3 separate regions of the Sus scrofa genome follow, and all the other regions are linked to region 1. The links are chromatin contacts, called in public Hi-C and promoter capture Hi-C maps. All regions are on one chromosome and are shown on one strand. Each heading gives the region's core, a stretch centred on a gene start, on an enhancer-like site or on the middle of the called end of the contact. The rest is flanking DNA. Distances are from core to core; before and after follow the strand shown.

Region 1 (2,772 bases), core at 164-2,663:
TGTGGTCACTTTTATTCCAAGCAGTATTATTTACATGTGATTGCAGTTGAGACATATATAGGAAATTCAAGTATTTCAGAAAACTCAAAACTTATTCCAGTGGACTAGGAATGCTATAGAAACTCGTTCTCATCAAAATTTTTCATAAGGAAAAGTACACATTGACTGATGTGGAGAATTGAAGGCCCTCTCTAGCTAGGGTGACTTGGTGATTGGAGGGAAGGGTGAGAGTGATGATGGGAGAAGGAAGTAAAAAAATTGACATCATAGGACTAAGAACCTGATATGGCAATTTACAATACCCACTTTTCATATTTGTTAAGGCAACCACTTCCAAATGTAGTTTCCATAGTGTCTTTACTTCATCATTTACGTTAAGTTCACTATGAAATGTATTCTCTACCTGAAGCTATTTAAACAAAGAATTTACCTGCCTGGATTACTACTGTATTGCCATTTAGTAAAGTGAGTGGTGCAAAGATTCTACCGATTTAGGAGAATGAGGCTAAGATCACAGGGTGCTAGTTTTTGTCTCAGGACTTTGACTCTGTAGGGGAACTACAGAGATGCGTGAATCTTGCTCTCCTCTAAATTTAATTGAGATTACTGAGGAAAACAGTTTCATGTTTAGGAAAGCAACTAACGTACTAGGGAAAGTCCCTGGCCAAACTTTGCTACCTGAAAAACAGTGCGACTTCAAAAGCACAGCTCCTTTTGTTGCTAAAGTAGGTGGCTCTGAAAAGAGCCTTTGGTTTGGGAAGGTCTGAGTTACAAAGGACACCAAACCTCTACTTGCCCTTAGGCTTGTGGTGGCTCTCAGTTTTCTTGGGCAGTAGTACCGCCTGGATGTTGGGCAGGACGCCGCCCTGAGCGATGGTGACTTTGCCCAGCAACTTGTTGAGCTCCTCGTCGTTGCGGATGGCCAGCTGCAAGTGCCGCGGAATAATGCGCGTCTTCTTGTTGTCGCGGGCCGCGTTGCCCGCCAGCTCCAGGATCTCAGCTGTCAAGTACTCCAGCACAGCAGCCAAATACACTGGCGCGCCGGCGCCAACCCGCTCGGAATAATTTCCTTTGCGGAGCAGACGGTGAACTCTTCCCACTGGGAACTGAAGTCCGGCTCGGGAAGAGCGCGTTTTAGCCTTGGCGCGAGTTTTACCACCTTGCTTACCCCGTCCAGACATGATCAATGAAATAAACACAACCGGTACAATAAGTTGTGGAGCTATACAGTAAGTGCTACCATTTATAGTCTTTACAGGGCGCGAAAATGAAAGTGTGCCATTGGCCAAAGCCGCAGTTTTTCTTAACCCAATGAAATCCTAGCTTTGAAATACACTTATTTTGATTGGTCAAAACTATCAAGTGACGTGTCCACGATTCACCACCAATCATGACTTTGCTCGCTGCCTCCTTTGTATAAGAAGCTGAGAACGGAGCAGACGGTCTCATTCTCTTTCCTTTTACCTTTGGGTTGTTCGCAGATTGATTCCTGACTATGCCTGAGCCCTCCAAGTCCGCTCCGGCCCCAAAGAAGGGCTCCAAGAAGGCGGTGACCAAGGCGCAGAAGAAGGATGGCAAGAAGCGTAAACGCAGCCGCAAGGAGAGCTACTCGGTGTACGTGTACAAGGTGCTGAAGCAGGTCCACCCCGACACCGGCATCTCGTCCAAGGCCATGGGCATCATGAACTCCTTCGTCAACGACATCTTTGAGCGCATTGCCGGCGAGGCCTCGCGGCTGGCGCATTACAACAAGCGCTCGACCATCACGTCCCGGGAGATCCAGACGGCCGTGCGCTGCTGCTGCCCGGGGAGCTGGCCAAGCACGCCGTGTCCGAGGGCACCAAGGCTGTCACCAAGTACACCAGCTCCAAGTGAGCCAGCCTGCAGCGGAGCGACTGGTAAGGCTCGTCCCACATCACAAAGGCTCTTTTCAGAGCCACTCAGTCTTCTAAAGAGACCTGGCACTCACTTTATACAGAGGTTTTTTTTATTTGCTGCAAAGAAGCAATTTCCGCTTTTTTTTTTTGATCTTGTTAGAAGTTACTTCCACTAAGATGTAGGTGGCGCTGCAGCAACGCTCAATATTGTGTTAAATGTTTATGTCGAGAAGGATCAGGTGCATGATAGACAAGTGTAGTAAAGGAAACAAAATAGTTTTTTGTTTGCTTTTTAGGGCCGCATCCTCGTGGTGTGTGGAGCTTCCCAGACTAGGGGTTGAATCAGTTGTAGCCGCTCGCCTACGCCACAGCAACGCAGGATCCTTAACCCACTGAGCGAGGCCAGGGATCGAGCCGTAACGTCATGGTTCCTAGTCGAATTCGTTTTAGCTGTGCCGCGATGGGAATTTCCAAAATACCGTTTCCTAAAACAAAACCCTCTCGCCTTTTAAAATATCACCCTGGCAAAAGCTTTCGTGAACAATCCCTTGAGAGCTCCATCTTTAATTTGAACTTAAACGTACCTGACTAAAGCGCTTGGCACACAGCAGAAAGGTACAATCATTTTTGTTTGTTTGTTTTTTTCCCCATATTTTTCTTTGGCGAGAGATGCCGGCTCTTTTCCATGAGTTTGGATTTGCCGAATAGCAAGTTGGAAAGGTAGTAAAGAAAGAAATGGAAGTGAGAACCCAGTTCAGATCTTCGCACGCATCTATCAAGTTCCACCTTGGATTGGTAGCCAATCCAGATGCTGCGCTCGCAATTTGAAGCTTACAACGGTTTCCCTTTGTGAATTAAGCCTAACTGGGAGAATTCAGGGCCCTCCCTGCGGCTT
Region 2 (2,772 bases), core at 87-2,586, 890 kb before region 1:
GCTCGAGACACCAATCTGAGCGCCTGGCAGGCCAGAGGGTCTCCATCATCCCTAAGGTCAGACAGCTCCCCAGCCACACCCTGTAGTGTTAAGCCTTAAGTTTCACTGGTTACAATTTTTCACAGGGCCACCCCATTTTGTAAAATGCCGATTTAGCAATATCACCCTAGAATGTAATGCCCCCAGAAATCTCAAGAGAACACTCAGGAATTGTAGGGACAAACCAGCATATAGTATAAGGACCCAGCCCGAGCCACAGGTTCAAACACAGCTACAGGTAATTACCACGGAAAACCGATATGAGGAGACCTGGACAGGCCCCCAACATTCCCCCAGGTATTTATGTAAAGATGCCCAAGATTCAGGCAAAAGAGCTCCTGAGCCTCTGCTGGGAGACCAGAAAACGCTAGTTTCTTCAGTAGTTAACTTAGGACCCCACAGCAAAGTTTACCCTGAGCCTCTACATTGTGGGACAAACACAGCCTTAGAAACGCTGCATTTGCAAAGACTGCAGTTTGTAAGGTTTCTCTGTACTAAAGCTCTTTCTTTGAAATAAGTTGGTGGCTCTTAAAAGAGCCGTTGGGTTACTGAAGATTCCAACCGGAACTTTACTTCTTCTTGGGTGCTGCCTTCTTGGGCTTCGTGGCAGTCTTTGGCTTGGTCACCTTTGCCTTGGCAGCTTTGGGTTTCACAGCCTTGGCTTTGGCAGGGCTCTTAGCCACTTTTTAGGCTTCACAGCCTTGGGCTTCTTGGGACTCTTGGAAGGCTTCTTCGCTACCGCTGGCTTTTTAGCCTTTTTCGGAGTCTTGACAGCCTTCTTAGCAGCAGCCGCCCCGGTGGCCTTCTTGGGCTTCTTAGAAGCACTAGTTGCCTTAGCTTTCGCTGCCACTTTTGTGGCGCTGGGCTTGGCTTCCACAGAGGCCACTTTCTTGTTGAGTTTGAAAGAACCGGAGGCGCCGGTACCCTTGGTCTGCACTAGGGTGCCTTTGCTCACCAGGCTCTTGAGACCCAGCTTGATGCGGCTGTTGTTCTTCTCCACATCGTAGCCGGCAGCCGCCAGTGCCTTCTTGAGCGCAGCCAGGGACACGCCGCTGCGCTCCTTAGAGGAGGAAACGGCCTGCACGATCAGCTCCGAAACTGAAGGACCCGCAGGCTTTTTCTTCGCAGCTGCTACAGCTTTCGCAGGCTTCTTCGTCTTTTTGCCAGCCGAAGGCTTCTCCGGAGGAGTGGAAGCAGCCGGGGCGGGCGGCGCGGTCTCGGACATGGTGAGAGCAGAACAAGAATAGGAAAACAGCTAGGACCTGACAAAGCAGTAAGACAGCACGAGCCCGGACGCGCGGTATTTATAGGGCGGGGCCGCGCTGTGATTGGTGCGCGCCGGCGCCCGCCCCCGGCACCCTAGCGCCCCCTGCGTTCCCCCCAGGGTCTCAGAAGGCAGTCGCCGGCACCTGAACCCTATGGTCCCGCTTCCCTGGCGCTGGCACTGAGGCGCCCAACAACAAACCCTCCACCCTTCTCGCCGGTTGCCTCGTGGAGACAAATACTAGGCAAGGGAGAGTACGGCTTTGCTGCCCATTACCATCAGAGGGTGCTGTTTCCCTTTTAAAAAATGCAGGGTTTATTTGCAGGTCGGGGCGCTGTAAGGCAATCACGTAAGAATCAAAGAGTTTCACCTGAGCCTTCACCTCTAGGAAGCAAGGTCAGGGACATTCGTTCCTAACTGCAATAAATGCAAAAGGTTGGGAGGGAGAGGAAATCGAGGGGTTGGAGGCCTGATCTGCAGGTTCGAGACAAGTTCTCATTGATGCCACTGCCTTTCCTGGCAGCTCTGAACAGTGATGTGTGGTAAAGACCGGAGGCACTGGCGCTCTTGGTCCGCACCAGGATGCATTATGTATTTGGGGCAAAAGAATTTGAAAAACAGAGGAACTGGCTAACACCGCAATTAGCATTAAAGTTGCGCCTATGGAAAACATAGCATGCAAACAGTTTCTGTTAATTGCAGTTTGTTCCTGCAGCCCAATGGGCTTAGCGAACTTTCAATGCCTTTTCATACTCACAACATAGCCCAACCTCAAAACCTAACGCATGATGGGCGCAAGCAAGCTGTGGGTGAACTAAACTGTTCTCAGACATTGCTCGTGGGGAGGTGTTGGGGGAGGGGAGATGGGGATAAATTGCCTTAGTTTGAAAGCAAGAGGGTCGGGCCCAAGGTATAATGTTAAGGCCATCTCCCTTTAATTTGTTTGTGGCTGTAAAATTGTTAATGATGCTAAAATGATTTCATATTACTAATCAAACTACTGAGAGAATAAAATGCCTCTCTCACAATTCGGCCCTGGGCAGTCGCCTAGGACCAGGGCAAATGAAGTAGTGACGTGTAATTCCCGCGCGCGTGCGCGCGCGCGCGACTGCGGTTTTCAAACAAGTCCGCACTAGCCTGAGTAACTTGAGCCTCCCTGGTTTTCCTCAACATAAGAGCTCTACGTTAATGCTTCCATAAGCCTTTGATGTGTTTTCTCTAATAGTTTTTTCATTCTCTTGAGAGTCTTGTTTACAAAATGTATCGTGCAATTTCTAAGAATTTGGAAGAGAACAATTGGAGCTATGATTCTTAGTTTAAAGGACAGTTATAACAGACATACAATCTTTCTCCAAGAGGAAGGTTACATAAGTAAATACTTCTGGAAAAGAACAAGCATTTCTTAGAGGAATGTGGCATTTAATCAAACATAGCTTTTAAAAAGGAAATACTGTATTCACGAATTTCTT
Region 3 (2,772 bases), core at 78-2,577, 580 kb before region 1:
AAGTACGGTTTATGCATCCTTAGCCAAGAATTCTCTCTCTTTGGTGATAATGGTGTCCTTCTACCCCCAAATGCAGGGAGTGCACATTTCACATGAGAGATTTATTTCCTGCTTTCAGGGAAACAGAAAGAAGTGTTAGAGAGTTCCCCTTGTATTGACCATGTCTTCAGTAAACATTAATTCAAAATAACCAATATGCCATTCAGGCACATTTTGGGGTGGCCCACCCTGGGCCCTCAAACCGTGAAAATAAGTCCCAGAGAGAATAAAGCTCGGTGATCCAGGAGGGGGCCTAAATCAGGACCATGTACACATTTGACGACAGGTATTTGTAACGTAAGTATAAATATGAATCATGTATCAATACAAACGTAAAACAGGCACCAAATAAGTTTTTTTTAAAAGAAATAATCGTCATGCATTCAAAATTTTTAGACATCTTACAAAATCAAATTTTATTTTTGTCTTTTTGCCTTTTCTAGGGCCGCACCCGCGGCATGTGGAGGTTCCCAGGCTAGGGGTCTAATCGGAGCTGTCGCCGCCAGCCTACTCCAGGGCCACAGCAACGCGGGCTCCGAGCCGCGTCTGCAACCTACACCACAGCTCAAGACAACGCCGGATCCTGAACCTACTGAGCAAGGCAAGGGATCAAACCCGCAACCTCATGGTTCCTAGTTGGCTTCGTTAACCACTGCGCCACGATGGGAACTTCACAAAATCAAATTTAAAAATATTTTAAAATAAATTTTTTTAAACTAATAGCTCACAAATGAAATTTTCAAAAATGTAGCCAGATTTCCAAAACTTATATTTCCAAAGTTAGGTTACATTTCCAAACTTCAATTTGAAATCTTCAAATCCCTAAGTTAAATTTTGAAAAATAATTAAAATTTCAAAACTCAATTAATTAATTAAAAAAACTGAAATTTAAGTAAACTTTACAAATTGCGTCATCCCCCAACCTGAGTCGCACCTGAGCCCCTTGGGTAAAATACTATGTTGTGTTCTTGCTAGAACACAGAGTCCTCCAAAATTTCCGGAAGAGCCCTCCTCATCCCATCTTTTTACATTTCACCAAGGAGTTCTGTACTGTAAGTTGTACTTGGTGGTCTACCTCTCCAGTTCTGCCTCTTCAGCTCAGGAGTCAAGTCATTTCGCCTCTCCTAATCCTCTGATGCTGCTCCCTTGCTTCGAATCTCCCGGCTGACCCGGGGCCCACTTCCGCCGTCGCCGTTAGGCCTGGAACCGCCCGTTCCGAACAATCCTGTTCTTTCATTTGTCAACCCCTGGACAAACCCCGCCCCCTCGACGCAGGAAGTCGTAAACGGTGCGCGTCAGAGGCGCGGCGCCTTACGGCTGTCTTGCTTTACTTACCGGCAAGCATGGAGGCAGAGGAGTCGAATAAGGAAGCCGCTGTGTTGGAGCCTGTGGAAGGGAACGACCAGAAACCAGAAGCAGAGGAGGAATCTGAAGAAACGGCTGGCGGCAGCAAGAAACGGGTAGTGCCGGGTATTGTGTACCTGGGCCACATCCCACCCCGGTTTAGGCCTTTGCACGTACGGAACCTTCTTAGCGCCTACGGCGAGGTCGGGCGTGTGTTTTTCCAGCCGGAAGGTAAGTGCTGAGGCAGTGGTGATGAGGGGTGGAGGGTGATGCTTGCAGATGGTGAGCACACAGTGCGTGTCCTGTTGCCTCGGCTGCGCGGATCCCAGGCACGAACCGAGCCGGGGCCCCGCGTGTGGCTTTTTTAGTAAATAGGTAGTCCACACTTTCCTTAGGAGGTGGGCCTGAGGTGTGGTTAGCGCAGTATGACTAGTTGAGCCTTAGTTTTCGAATAGCTAACTTTTAGATTTTAATTTCGGCTTCCCCAATCCCTCTTTCCCGAGACGAATTTACCAGTTTGTTAAATGGGTATAGCCTGCAGTAAAATCCCAGTGGCTTTTCCACAAAACTGAACATAACCCTTTGCCATCGCGGTCCAGGTCAAAAGACGGTATACGTACGGTCAGCCGTCTGCAACTTCTTATAACCCTAAATTGGAATTAGGGTTAGAGGGCCATGCTGGTTTTATATAGAATGTTCAGGGCAGATCTGATTAAGGAGTTGACATCTGAGCAAAGGATTGAATTAGACAAGGGAGAAAGGGTGGACCTTTCAGTTCTCCTTTTCTGAGCAAAGATCTTGGGGTGGGATCCTGGCCCTTGGGCAGATTTGGAGACTTCGGCAAGTGGAAGGTACAATTGAGTGGGTGCTGCGTCGGCTTGCTTGACCACTGCTCTCCCTTTGGCTCGCAGACGGCTTCGTGAGGCGCAAAAAGAAGGCAGCAGCAGCCTCCACCACAGGAGGGAAAAAGCGTTCCAAGTACAGCAAGGACTACACCGAGGGCTGGGTGGAGTTCCGAGACAAGCGAGTAGCCAAGCGTGTGGCGGCCAGTCTGCACAACACGCCCATGGGCTCCCGCAGGCGCAGTCCCTTCCGTTATGACCTGTGGAACCTCAAGGTGAGGGCATTGGCTTGTCTACCCCACAGCTCATACTCCTGCCTTCCCAGCCCCAGCCCTTGGACCTCTATAACCTCTCGGTGGCCCTGTTCCTCCCATCTCTTCTCCATCTCTGACCTGCCCTACCCAGATCTTCTCTTGTTTTCCTGTCCACAGTACCTGCACCGTTTTACTTGGTCCCACCTCAGCGAGCATCTTGCCTTTGAGCGCCAGGTGCGCAGGCAGCGCCTGAGGGCGGAGGTTGCCCAGGCCAAACGTGAGACTGACTTCTA

What was found. Promoter capture Hi-C pulls out the DNA fragments that hold promoters and counts their contacts. A called contact is a pair of places that touch in the nucleus more often than the background predicts.
Region 2: a contact with region 1 is called in a Hi-C map of mesenteric adipose tissue, with 2.1 times the contacts expected there. The contact joins the promoter of LOC110261478 here to the promoter of LOC100621915 in region 1. A contact is called at or near these places in 11 of 47 Hi-C or Micro-C datasets (alveolar macrophages, blood, differentiating spermatogonia and 8 more) and 2 of 2 datasets of contacts at active chromatin or transcription factors (alveolar macrophages and skeletal muscle).
Region 3: a promoter capture Hi-C map of liver shows a contact between it and region 1, with 6 times the contacts expected there. The contact joins the promoter of ABT1 here to the promoter of LOC100621915 in region 1. A contact is called at or near these places in 2 of 5 promoter capture datasets (fetal skeletal muscle and liver) and 2 of 2 datasets of contacts at active chromatin or transcription factors (alveolar macrophages and skeletal muscle).

Annotation. Positions count from the first base shown.
Region 1 is chr7:21,605,341-21,608,112 of Sscrofa11.1, forward strand. It overlaps LOC100621915 (histone H2B type 1-N), which reads left to right and starts at 1,414. Exons shown (of 2, transcript XM_013977505.2): 1 at 1,414-1,898. The coding sequence starts at 1,496. LOC100525821 reads right to left here. Exons shown (of 4, transcript XM_021099852.1): 3 at 1,915-1,926. It overlaps LOC100154508 (histone H2A type 1-F-like), which reads right to left and starts at 1,227. Exons shown (of 1, transcript XM_013977504.2): 1 at 718-1,227. The coding sequence starts at 1,181. The coding sequence ends at 789.
Region 2 is chr7:20,716,580-20,719,351 of Sscrofa11.1, forward strand. LOC110261478 (histone H1.1) reads right to left here and starts at 1,337. Exons shown (of 2, transcript XM_021098429.1): 1 at 724-1,337; 2 at 544-721. The coding sequence starts at 1,264. The coding sequence ends at 609.
Region 3 is chr7:21,023,314-21,026,085 of Sscrofa11.1, forward strand. It overlaps ABT1 (activator of basal transcription 1), which reads left to right and starts at 1,328. Exons shown (of 3, transcript XM_001926306.7): 1 at 1,328-1,614; 2 at 2,295-2,500; 3 at 2,657-2,772. The coding sequence starts at 1,383. It overlaps LOC102162475 (a long non-coding RNA gene), which reads right to left and starts at 1,244. Exons shown (of 2, transcript XR_002346131.1): 1 at 1,115-1,244.